Linked DNA regions of Gossypium hirsutum: region 1 is linked to region 2. A link is a contact called in public Hi-C data. All regions are on one chromosome and are shown on one strand. Each heading gives the region's core, a stretch centred on a gene start, on an enhancer-like site or on the middle of the called end of the contact. The rest is flanking DNA. Distances are from core to core; before and after follow the strand shown. Region 1 holds the start of LOC107945401 (OVARIAN TUMOR DOMAIN-containing deubiquitinating enzyme 7). Region 2 holds the start of LOC107941225 (lysine-rich arabinogalactan protein 18).

The links. Hi-C and Micro-C count contacts between places; a contact is called where the count stands out from the background.
Region 1: a Hi-C map of leaf shows a contact between it and region 2, with 3 times the contacts expected there. The contact joins the promoter of LOC107945401 here to the promoter of LOC107941225 in region 2. A contact is called at or near these places in 3 of 34 Hi-C or Micro-C datasets (all in leaf).

Annotation. Positions count from the first base shown.
Region 1 is chrD12:30,699,412-30,704,249 of Gossypium_hirsutum_v2.1, forward strand. It overlaps LOC107945401 (OVARIAN TUMOR DOMAIN-containing deubiquitinating enzyme 7), which reads right to left and starts at 1,472. Exons shown (of 11, transcript XM_041107911.1): 1 at 1,229-1,472; 2 at 718-809; 3 at 460-542. The coding sequence starts at 736. It also overlaps the pseudogene LOC121224493.
Region 2 is chrD12:29,839,956-29,845,499 of Gossypium_hirsutum_v2.1, forward strand. It overlaps LOC107941225 (lysine-rich arabinogalactan protein 18), which reads left to right and starts at 3,851. Exons shown (of 2, transcript XM_016874782.2): 1 at 3,851-4,788; 2 at 5,013-5,276. The coding sequence starts at 4,201. The coding sequence ends at 5,096. LOC121224092 (lysine-rich arabinogalactan protein 18) reads left to right here. Exons shown (of 2, transcript XM_041106618.1): 2 at 92-360. The coding sequence ends at 175. LOC107945352 (U-box domain-containing protein 4) reads right to left here. Exons shown (of 6, transcript XM_016879318.2): 6 at 5,330-5,544.

The DNA.
Region 1 (4,838 bases), core at 222-2,721, 860 kb after region 2:
AAGAGAAATTAGCGATCTTCTAATTCACTGTTAACATACAGTTCTTTGGAAAAAAAAAATCAGTTAAAATAGGGCATATCATGCTACACAGAACCAAATAAGCACTGCTCATCATTTGTTTGTACATTTAGATTGTTTCAGATATGGGGGATTTGCATCTACTCACTGGAGTTAAGTGCTAAAATAAATGTCTTATTCAACAATGAAAATGTAATTAACAAGTAGTAGCCAAATGTAATGAAAATTCTAAGTTCATATCCTTATCCTTCAGTTTTCTAATTACCCATTCTAATCATTGACAATAACATATCTATAGTACACTACTACATGAACTAATGCAATTAAACAGTACTTACAATATTATTTCTATCGTCCAATGTAAACATCTGAAAACAGATTCGGAGGTTCTTACAGAACTATAACAAAAACAATAACAATGCCTTTATAATTATCATTTACCACTATATATTGCACCACCATGCTGCGATATTTTCCATGTTCTTCCTCGTTACCTTCCAACTGATCAGCAAGAGCCCTGCTAACTGAAAAGAGTGAGCAACTTCACCAAAATCAAAGATAATACGCACCTCAAGTATGACAATGAAGTACTGAAATCAGGTATAACGAATGCAGATGACATGAATGCTACAAAATACATTGTGAAAACATTCAGAAAAAGAACAAGGGGACAAAAAATGGAACTAAAAAGATACAAACCTGAAAAAACAATTACCATCTGCAGTCACTTTGATGATCTTTAGGCCCAAAGCATCGAGCGAAATATCTGCCTGCTTTCCCTGCTTCTTTACCTATCCACCAAACAGATTTTTGTTGGGTAATTTAGCAGGATGAAGAAATGCTCAACCATGGAAAGCATTAAATTGAGCGATCATCCAGTTATTTGGATGCTTTTCTATCAGTGGCATTCACAAATTGCAAAACCCAAACCTATTTTAAAGCACAAAAAAGTTGTGTAATATGTTGATTCAGCAAAAGAGATTGTTTTGTGAGGCCCCTTCTATTATTAGACATTAATATTCATCGAAAAGCAAAAGTTCAGAGCATTGCTCATCAAATATCTCACAATTTATCCATTGAAATCATTATCCTGATCATAAAAAAGTTTAGAAGTTCGTAGATAGACGACTACAGTATAGCCAAAACTGAAAAAAGAAAAGGAGATCGAATATGACGTAAAGAAACAGGGAAAGGAAAAACTAAAACTTACTTGGGGATGTTGTTGTTGTTGTTTCTTGGGTTTGGGTTTGGATTTTTGTTGTCTAGTTTTTACCATTGGTTCACGAGGTTGATGTTGATGTTGGATGAATTAGTAGGATTTTTGTGGTTCCGACAAAAGGGGGAAGATGATGATGATGCCGGTGATAGGGGTCGAAACTGAGCTTGAAATTGCGGCGACACGGACGTACGGAGTGGTGGAGTTCAGCCGCGACGGAGCATACCATATTATTGGGCTAAGTGAATTTAAACTCCAATGATGTAGTGGTAGCCCTGCTGCTTGGGCCAAAATGGTTGAGGCCTTTGGGTCCAACAAAGAGTTTTGATTATCCTTCAACTTCACCTAAGAACCTTGCTTAACTTCCATAATTTCAGCTCAATAATTATATTTATTTTGATTGATTTTTTTTTTGAATTACAACAATAGGTAAAGCCCGAACAATTAACGCAACTCGAACCTAAACCACACTTTGGGCAGTGAGCACCCTTGACCATCAAGCCATCACATGAGATTCTATTTCCATTGAAATTCAACCAAGTGATAAGAATATAAAAACATTAAAGCCCCATGGGCATTTACCTTTATTACGGTGCGTTTAATTTTTTTTCTCACGTTACAGTATATAATCTCATTGCTACTGTTGTTTTTACACTAACTGTAAGTAAACGCACCGTCCATCTAAAGTAACCCTAAATCAATTATATTTATTAAAATTTTAAATTTATTAAATTTAATTAAAATGCATATTTTTTTACATAATGTTTAAAATTATATTTTATTTTCTCAAAAATTATTTTTTACGACAATATTAAATTTTAAATTTTAAATTAAAATTTTAAAAATATTTGTTTTTACACTAACTGCAACTAAACACACAATCCATCTAAAGTAACCGTAAATAAATTATATTCATTAAAATTTTAAATTTATTAAATTTAATTAAAATGCATGTTCTTTTTACATAATGTTTGAAATTATATTTTATTTTCTCAAAAAATATTTTAATACTGTAATATTAAATACTTAAATTTAAAAAATATATTTTTTTACCATACTTTTTAAAAGTAATACTAAAGTAGTTATTAAAACATTATTTATCATATTTAAGGGAAGTTTATTGTGGACATTTAGGTAAAACTTAAATAAATGATTATAAGAACCTAGGGATGTCAATTGGGCGGGGCATGTAAAGGGGTGCTCTCTCCGCACCCAACCCCGCCAAGAATTTTCATTCCTATCCCCACCCTGCGACCTGTTGTGGGTACAAAACCCAAAACCATCCCTGTCCCACCACCCATGTGGGTCTTCAAACCCACCTAATTTCCGCTATACCTGTCTCGCGACCCATTTCATATAATATATTTATAAGTATTAATTAAATAAATATAAATTAATTTTTTTTATGAAAAAGTATAAAATACTTGTCCTTCAACTTCCACCACATATGTGACAAATGTAACACAAGTGCAAAAATTAAATACTGATAACTAAATAAAATACTATTAAGATAATTATTAAATTAAATTTTTATAAATATTTATATTTTAAATAATCAGGATGAGGCAAGTCTAATTTTTGTTCCCTTATTCACTAAATTGAGTGCAAAGTGGGATGAGACTCTGTAAACCCCGTCCCGTCCCATTGACATTTCTATATAAACCCATTAATCAAAAAAATAAGATTTACATTTACTCGTGCACGTAAGTTTTTTTTATTTTATTTTTTGATATATACATTAAAACCACATTAAATGACAAACCATTTTCCAACCGACTAAAAAAGCAAGGCTACCATTGAAGTTGACATTTGACATTGTCACTTGGTTCCTTCAACAAATAAACAGTGGCCACATCTTAGTTCTGCTATAAAAATTGAAGCCCACCTTTTCACAATACCCAAACTCCAAATCACTCCATCTATATCTTCAACTACCCCTGCCATTTTAGGGCGCAAGCTTCTACATCCTTCTAAAATTAAAATTTACCAATGAATCTTAGGTATAATACATGAGAAAATTTAGGTTCCAACCTTAAAAAAGATATTATTATTAGAGGATCATCTTTATAAATCGTGATCATATTAAAAAATTAGTTAAATTAAAATTTAGATGTTAATTTTATTAAATTAAATTCGTTTGTTTCCAAAGGTTGATGTGACAGGCATATTATCATGTATAATATACTGTCAATCTATTAATTTCACATAATAGTCATAAAAAAAAAGTCTCATCATTTTAATTGATGAATTTAATGGCTACCATTTTAAAATTTAAAAAAGTATAGAAATTAAAAATGATTGAATTGAAAAACACTGACTAAATCTATAATTTATGCATAAGTATGTTACTAATACCAAAATTCGACCTAACAAATAAGCAACTTTCTCATAGTACAGGGACTAATAAAAGAGTTTGACCGAAAGTAAAAATAAGGGTTAATAATAATGCCCGCGTTAAAGTATCCAGAAACATTCTCTTAAGCTTTTCATTAGAACCTGTTCTGTTTCATGGTTTCTTAATCTTCTCTGCATTCATATACATACACACACACATATCATCTTTGTCGGACTTTGCATAAGCAGAAGCGAAATCCAAACAATGACGTGTTTCACGGACCACCGTGACTTATCCAGAGCCACTGCAACTGGGTACTTGTTTCTCCTACTACTCTTCTCTTCCTTCATCAACATTTGGTCTTCTTGCTCTAATGGAAGTTGCCAGGTTCCTTTTTCTTTTTCCTTTCACCTTCTCTTACCCTCCCTTTAATGATGGCTACAGCTTGAACTGAAAGTGTCTGACAATTTTGCAGGTAGTGGATTCATGTTCCCTCTCTACAGATTGTGGTCCAGGTCTTTTTTGTGGGAACTGCCCTGCTTTGGGCAAGACTCAACCTTTTTGTATAAGAGGCCAAGCCACCATACCCACTTCTGTTGTAAGCTTCTATTTGCATCTTAATGAGATGGGTATTTTCTGTTATCAGCTAAAATGGTGTAAATTTGTTTCCTTTTTGGCGAGGAAGCTTTTTGCTTCCATTCTTTGTGTGTGTTATATTAGGTGGTTTGGTTTTAGTAATTTTGTTATTTTTCCCCCCTCCCCTCTTCCTTTGGTGATTTCAGCAAATGAATGATGGAAAATCATGTTTTGGGTGTGAATTGTGGGTGGCAGATTGGTGGATTACCTTTCAACAAGTATTCATGGTTGGTGACTCACAATTCCTTCAGCATAGTGGATGCTCCAGCTTTACCAGGAGTTCAAAGATTCACATTTTACAATCAATAAGACACTGTTACTAATCAATTGAAGGTATGTATTTCTATTGTTTTGCATCACCTTCTTAGTTTTGAAGAATCTATAGGAAACTATAAGACAAGGGGATTGTGATTTTCCCTACTAATTGACTTATAGTTTAGAATTTTCATTTTCTTTTTTCTCTTTGGTGCTAAGTAGCTGAGCAAATGTAAAAGTTGAACATGTTATTTCTTTCCTTGACTTGATTCCTCTTTAACCATCTAAAGTATGAGAGCAGTGTTGTTAAATTCTGTTCTGGTTTGCTTTTTGTTCATTGTTCAGAATGGAGTTAGGGGACTGATGTTGGACATGTAT
Region 2 (5,544 bases), core at 2,601-5,100:
TTTCTGAAAAAGGACCGACCAATGGATCTTTTTTTCATCTTAAAACTATATTTATTTGTAACATTTAAAGAGTTATTATTAACAAATGCAGAGTGGAGCAGCGGCAATGAAGAACATGAAGAAGATAATTGGAGGGTTGGCGTTGGGATGGGCAGCCATTGCTTTGAGCTTCTAGATTGGTTTTGATCACATTCCACATTCTGCGTTCTAATTCTTTGGTTGGTGTACTGAGAGGCGGAAACTCTAGTTTTTTTTTCCTATGTAATTTCCACCATTCTTTTTTTTTTCCCCTTCATTTACCCATTTTCTGTCTTTTATTTCTCTATTATATTTTAATAAAATCACAATTTATTTTACTAATACCAATGCTAATGAAATCTCAAGATCATTTGTGCAGGTTAAACATTGTAAAAGTAACAAAACTGAAACGATCATATAGCTCATGAACCATTACAGGGAAATTGGTTAGACAATGTTCCAATGAAAGTACAGGAAAGCTTAAAATGGCAGCAAATGCATATCTTACAAATCAATCTGAATATTTAGTTTAATCTGAAAGAACAGTTTTGAGTAAAAAGTAATTAGGCATGGGGGCATAAACCAGGAGAGACGTTATTCATTGGTTCCTATCGTCTTCTCCCCCGGCTGCAAACACCAGACAGACTTACATGTATGAAACTTCTTACATTCACAATTGCCACGTATCAGAAGAAGCACTTCACAAGAGGACTCTACAAATTAAAAATTCTCTTTTTCTCTACAACAAAACCCTGTAAAATGTAAGCCCAAGCAGCAAACCTTCAAAATGCATTATTTGAAGCATCAAATGTATACAAACTGTATTAGACCCAATGCCTACTTTCAAGCGTGATTCGTCCTTAATTCTAAAGCTTTTAATTTTATTGGTTAATATTGGTGTTTTTGTCGTTTTCCCATCAACCCAAAGCCAAAAGCATGCAAATTCCCTTCACTTGGAATATGGAGATGGTAAAGTAGAAAAGTATTCATAATACGCTATGATATATATATGCGTGTGTGCGTGTAAATGGCCACTATGAAGCTTTCTTATTTGCTCGAAAAAGAAGGCAAATATTAATTAATAATATATAATATTTGGCATTCATTAATAAGACTCAGTGAAATAAATAATTAAGATAATATAATTAATTTAATATATACCAGGTTGATTTATCCATTTATGCTGAAAAAAAATCTACATTTAATGATCTATGTTTTTTTTTTTAATTTATCAATGTTGTTTTGAAGAGAGAAAGGAAAGCACGTCTTACATGGTGCATTTTCACTGTCTATGTCATTGAAAATGCGTCTTATAGGGCGTATTTTTAGCTACGTCAGCTGAACATGTGTCATGTTTTCACAAATTGACAATTTAGCTCTTTTGATCAAATGGTTAAGCGTTAGTGTTTTTAGTCTTAAGTCTTAGGTTCAATTCCTCTCCTATTCATTTTTGTAATTTTTATTTCATGTTATTTTAAGTTTTTTTTAATTAATATTTTTGACACATTAGCTCTTTTGGTTAGATGGTTAGATAATTGTAATTTCTTCTTTCAGTCCTAAGTTTGATTCCTTTTATAAGAATTTTAATATGTATTTTTTATTTCAACTTTTTTATTATTTTTAATTAATATTTATAATTAATAAATATATTGTTTTCAAGTTTTTTTATTTTTTATTTATCTTTTTAATTAATAACTCTTTTATTTATAAAATCAAATAATTATTGAAAATATCATTATTTTTAGTAAATATAATTTTTATTTGTGTAATTTTTATCTTTCAATCCATATCATGAATGTAGTAAATTGACATATTATATATTTTTGTATAATGTATGATGATGATGAATAGATATAAATTTATTATATATGACAATCCAATAATATATTCTACGATTCATACAATGTATGATGATGATGTATAGATAATGATTGTGGAAGGGTCGAGCTTTATAGCATTGAAGAAGAATATAGATCGGCGATATTTTAAAACCGAAAAATCTATATTGTGATGCTGTGCAAAATAATAGGAGTGAGCAAAATTCAATTTGATCCAAAAAAATTAAATTTTGAGTTAATTGAATCGAGTTATTTGAATTATTCAAGTCAACTCGAGTAAGTAATTCGAGTTTCGAGTTCGAATCGAGTTGAATTTTACAATTAAAATAACTCGAATAATTCGAATAACATATTGGTATAAATACCTTTTTGGTCTCTGCCAAGTTTGAAAATGAACAAATTGACCTCTCTCTCAATAAAAATTACAAAATAATTTTAAAATTTCAAAATATTTATAAAAATTCCAAATTTATACTTTTTAAAAATTATAAAAATTTCAAAAAAAAATCTGAAAAAATATAAAGAAAGTTAAAATATTAAAATTTTTCTAGAATAATAATTTTGGGACCTAAATAAGTTAATTAATGATTCAAGTTTATCATACTAAAGTAATTTTTTTATTCTGCTTTGAAAAAGTTTTCAAATATATATGGTTTCAAATTTAAGTATTATAACATGGAATTAGTTATAGTATAACAATATTTTAATTTAACATGTTTAATTTTTTAATTTAACTCGAACAATTTCATTCGAATTGACTCGAATTTTATTTTACTCAATTCAATTTGAAAAAATTTAAATCGAGTTAAAATGATAAAATAAAACTCGTTAACTCAATTAACTCAAAAATTTTTAATAGAGTCAGTGGAATACTCACTTTTACATAATAATGTACCGAGAGAGGCCAAAGGGTGGAGGTGAAATAATTACACAACTCAACTATTTTGCAAAACTTTTTTTAAAACTCTAATATATAGATGATAAAAAAAAGCCTTAGCCACTTGACAATTTTTAACGAAAAGAGAGAAGGTTAGAGTGTTTAAGTATAATACACGTCACGTTATTCCAGACAAGTTTTGCTTGCAGAGACACAGTTTCTTGCCGGTGAGTCGGTGACCCATCTCAAAATATCACCCGTAACTGCTTTACCCGGTCACGCGGCCACCTCCTATTGGTTTGTCTCTTTGCGCAGCCATAGCCCACTCTCCCTACGTCCAGCTGTCTCACTACTTCATAACAATTGTATCATTCAATTAGTTATTGTAGGTTTAATTTTTTTCAACCCCTTTACTCTTTCAGCTTTTAAATTTTAATCTATCACCTTTTAATTCCCTATCTCTCCTGCTTGATTTAAAAATTAAAATTTAATTAATAACATTTCCATTCAATTTAAATATATTATATTATTATTTTTAGATCAAAGCTTCGAATATTAAAATTTAACCAAGTTTTCATGAATTGGACTTTTAAATAAAAATGAAGAGAAACTAAATTTTTAAAATCAAAAGTAGGAAGGCTAAATTTTAAAACCCCAAAGAGTATAGGGGTTGGGGATAGAATTAAACATTTATTATAATATTAATTAGTAGGGTAAACTACACCTAAGGTCACTAAATTATTAGTAAATTCATATTTTGGTCACTTAACTTTAAAAAATTACAACATGGTCACTGAATTATTCAAAAGTATTTATTTAAGTCATTGAGTTGTTAAGTATTTTTTTATGACGATTGATACAATGGATTAGTACCTATGAAGAGTAGAACATACCTTGTAAGAGATCGAAAAAGAAAACTATTTGAATTTTGATTCGTAAATTCATAACATTTAAAATTGCTCCACGAAAATAATTAAATTGTTGAAGAGAAGAAGAATGAGATTTTATGATTGGTGCAGACCGTGTGTATAAAGAAAGTTATCCAACAGCGATTTAATAGCCCAATGAATTAAATAAAATCCTTCGAATGATTTAGTGACTATTTTCTAACTTTTTGAAGTTGAACGACTTAAATGTAAATTTATTAATACTTCAGTGACCTTGGGTGTAGTTTACCCTACTCAGGTAATGTAACAACAAATTACATGGTTCATGTATGTGGGCCCCCAATCCAGACTGTCGAGTCTTGATCGCCACATTACAATTTGATGACGGTGGGCCCCGAAATAGCTTCTCATCCAACGGCTATTTCTGATCCAAACACGTTCCTAACTTTTTCTTCTTTTCTTTTTATAATCATCATTTTTTCTGATTCTCTCCCTCATTTATTTATATATTTATTGAGAGTCTGTCGTCTCGTTGTCATTAGTTTCTGTTACTACTTCACTCTCCCTCTGTCTTCAAGAAATGGATCGTAGAAGTGCATTTGCAGTTGCTTTGATTTGCTTTGTGGTAACCGCTGTCGGTGGTCAATCTCCGGCAGCCTCACCTACTAAAGCTCCGCCGGCCGCGGCTACTCCTGCTACTGCTCCCGCTACTGCCCCTGTTAGCAAACCTAAATCACCGGCTCCAACTGCTGCCCCTACCACTTCCCCACCAACTTCTTCACCACCGGCTGCGGCTCCGGAGAAGTCTGCGGCGGTTCCAGCCCCATCTAAATCTGCTACGGCTTCTTCTCCTCCGGCTGCTGCTCCGGTGAGTTCTCCACCTGCTCCAGTACCTGTGAGCTCTCCTCCAGCCAAATCGCCTCCCGTTGCTGCACCGACGACTCCACCAGAGAGCTCGGCCTCTCCTCCGGCTCCTGTTGCTGCACCAACTACTGCTGAGGTTCCGGCCCCAGCTCCAAGCAAGAGCAAGAGCAAAAGCAAGAAATCCAAGAAACACCATGCTCCGACTCCTTCACCTGATATGCTTGGACCTCCCGCTCCACCAACTGGAGCTCCTGGACCTAGCCTCGATGCTTCCTCTCCCGGTCCATCTGTCGCTGCCGATGAGGTACATTCTTTTTCTTTACTAACGCTTCAGTAGCTTACATCATATAACAATGCGCTTTCAGATCCGAACTTTTACACTGCATAAATGTAGAGAGATCTTGTTTTTCTTTTAATCGCGTCTAAAGGATGCACCGTTGAGCTAGTTCATTTACTTTTCTGAAAAAGGACCGACCAACGGATCTTTTTTTCATGTAACATTTAAAGAGTTATTGTAAACAAATGCAGAGTGGAGCAGAGGCAATGAAGAACATGAAGAAGATAATTGGAGGGTTGGCGTTGGGATGGGCAGCCATTGCTTTGAGCTTCTAGATTTGTTTTGATCACATTCCACATTCTGCGTTGTAATTCTTTGGTTGGTGTACTGAGAGGCGGAAACTCTAGTTTTTTTTCCTTTGTAATTTCCACTATTCTTGTTTTTATCCCTTCATTTACCCATTTTCTGTCTTTTATTTTTCGATTATATAATAAAATCACAATTTATTTTACTAATACCAATGCTAATGAATCTCAAGATCGTTTGTGCGGGTTAAACATTGTAAAAGTAACAAAACTGAAACGATCATATATAGCTCATGATTACAGGGAAAAAAGGAGCTGTTTGGTTAGACAATGTTCCAATAAAAGTACAGAAAAGCTTAAAATGGCAGCAAATGCATATCTTACAAATCAATCTGAATATTTAGTTTAATCTGAAAGAACAGTTTTGAGTAAAAAATAATTAGGCATGAGGGCATAAACCAGGACAGACGTTATTCAT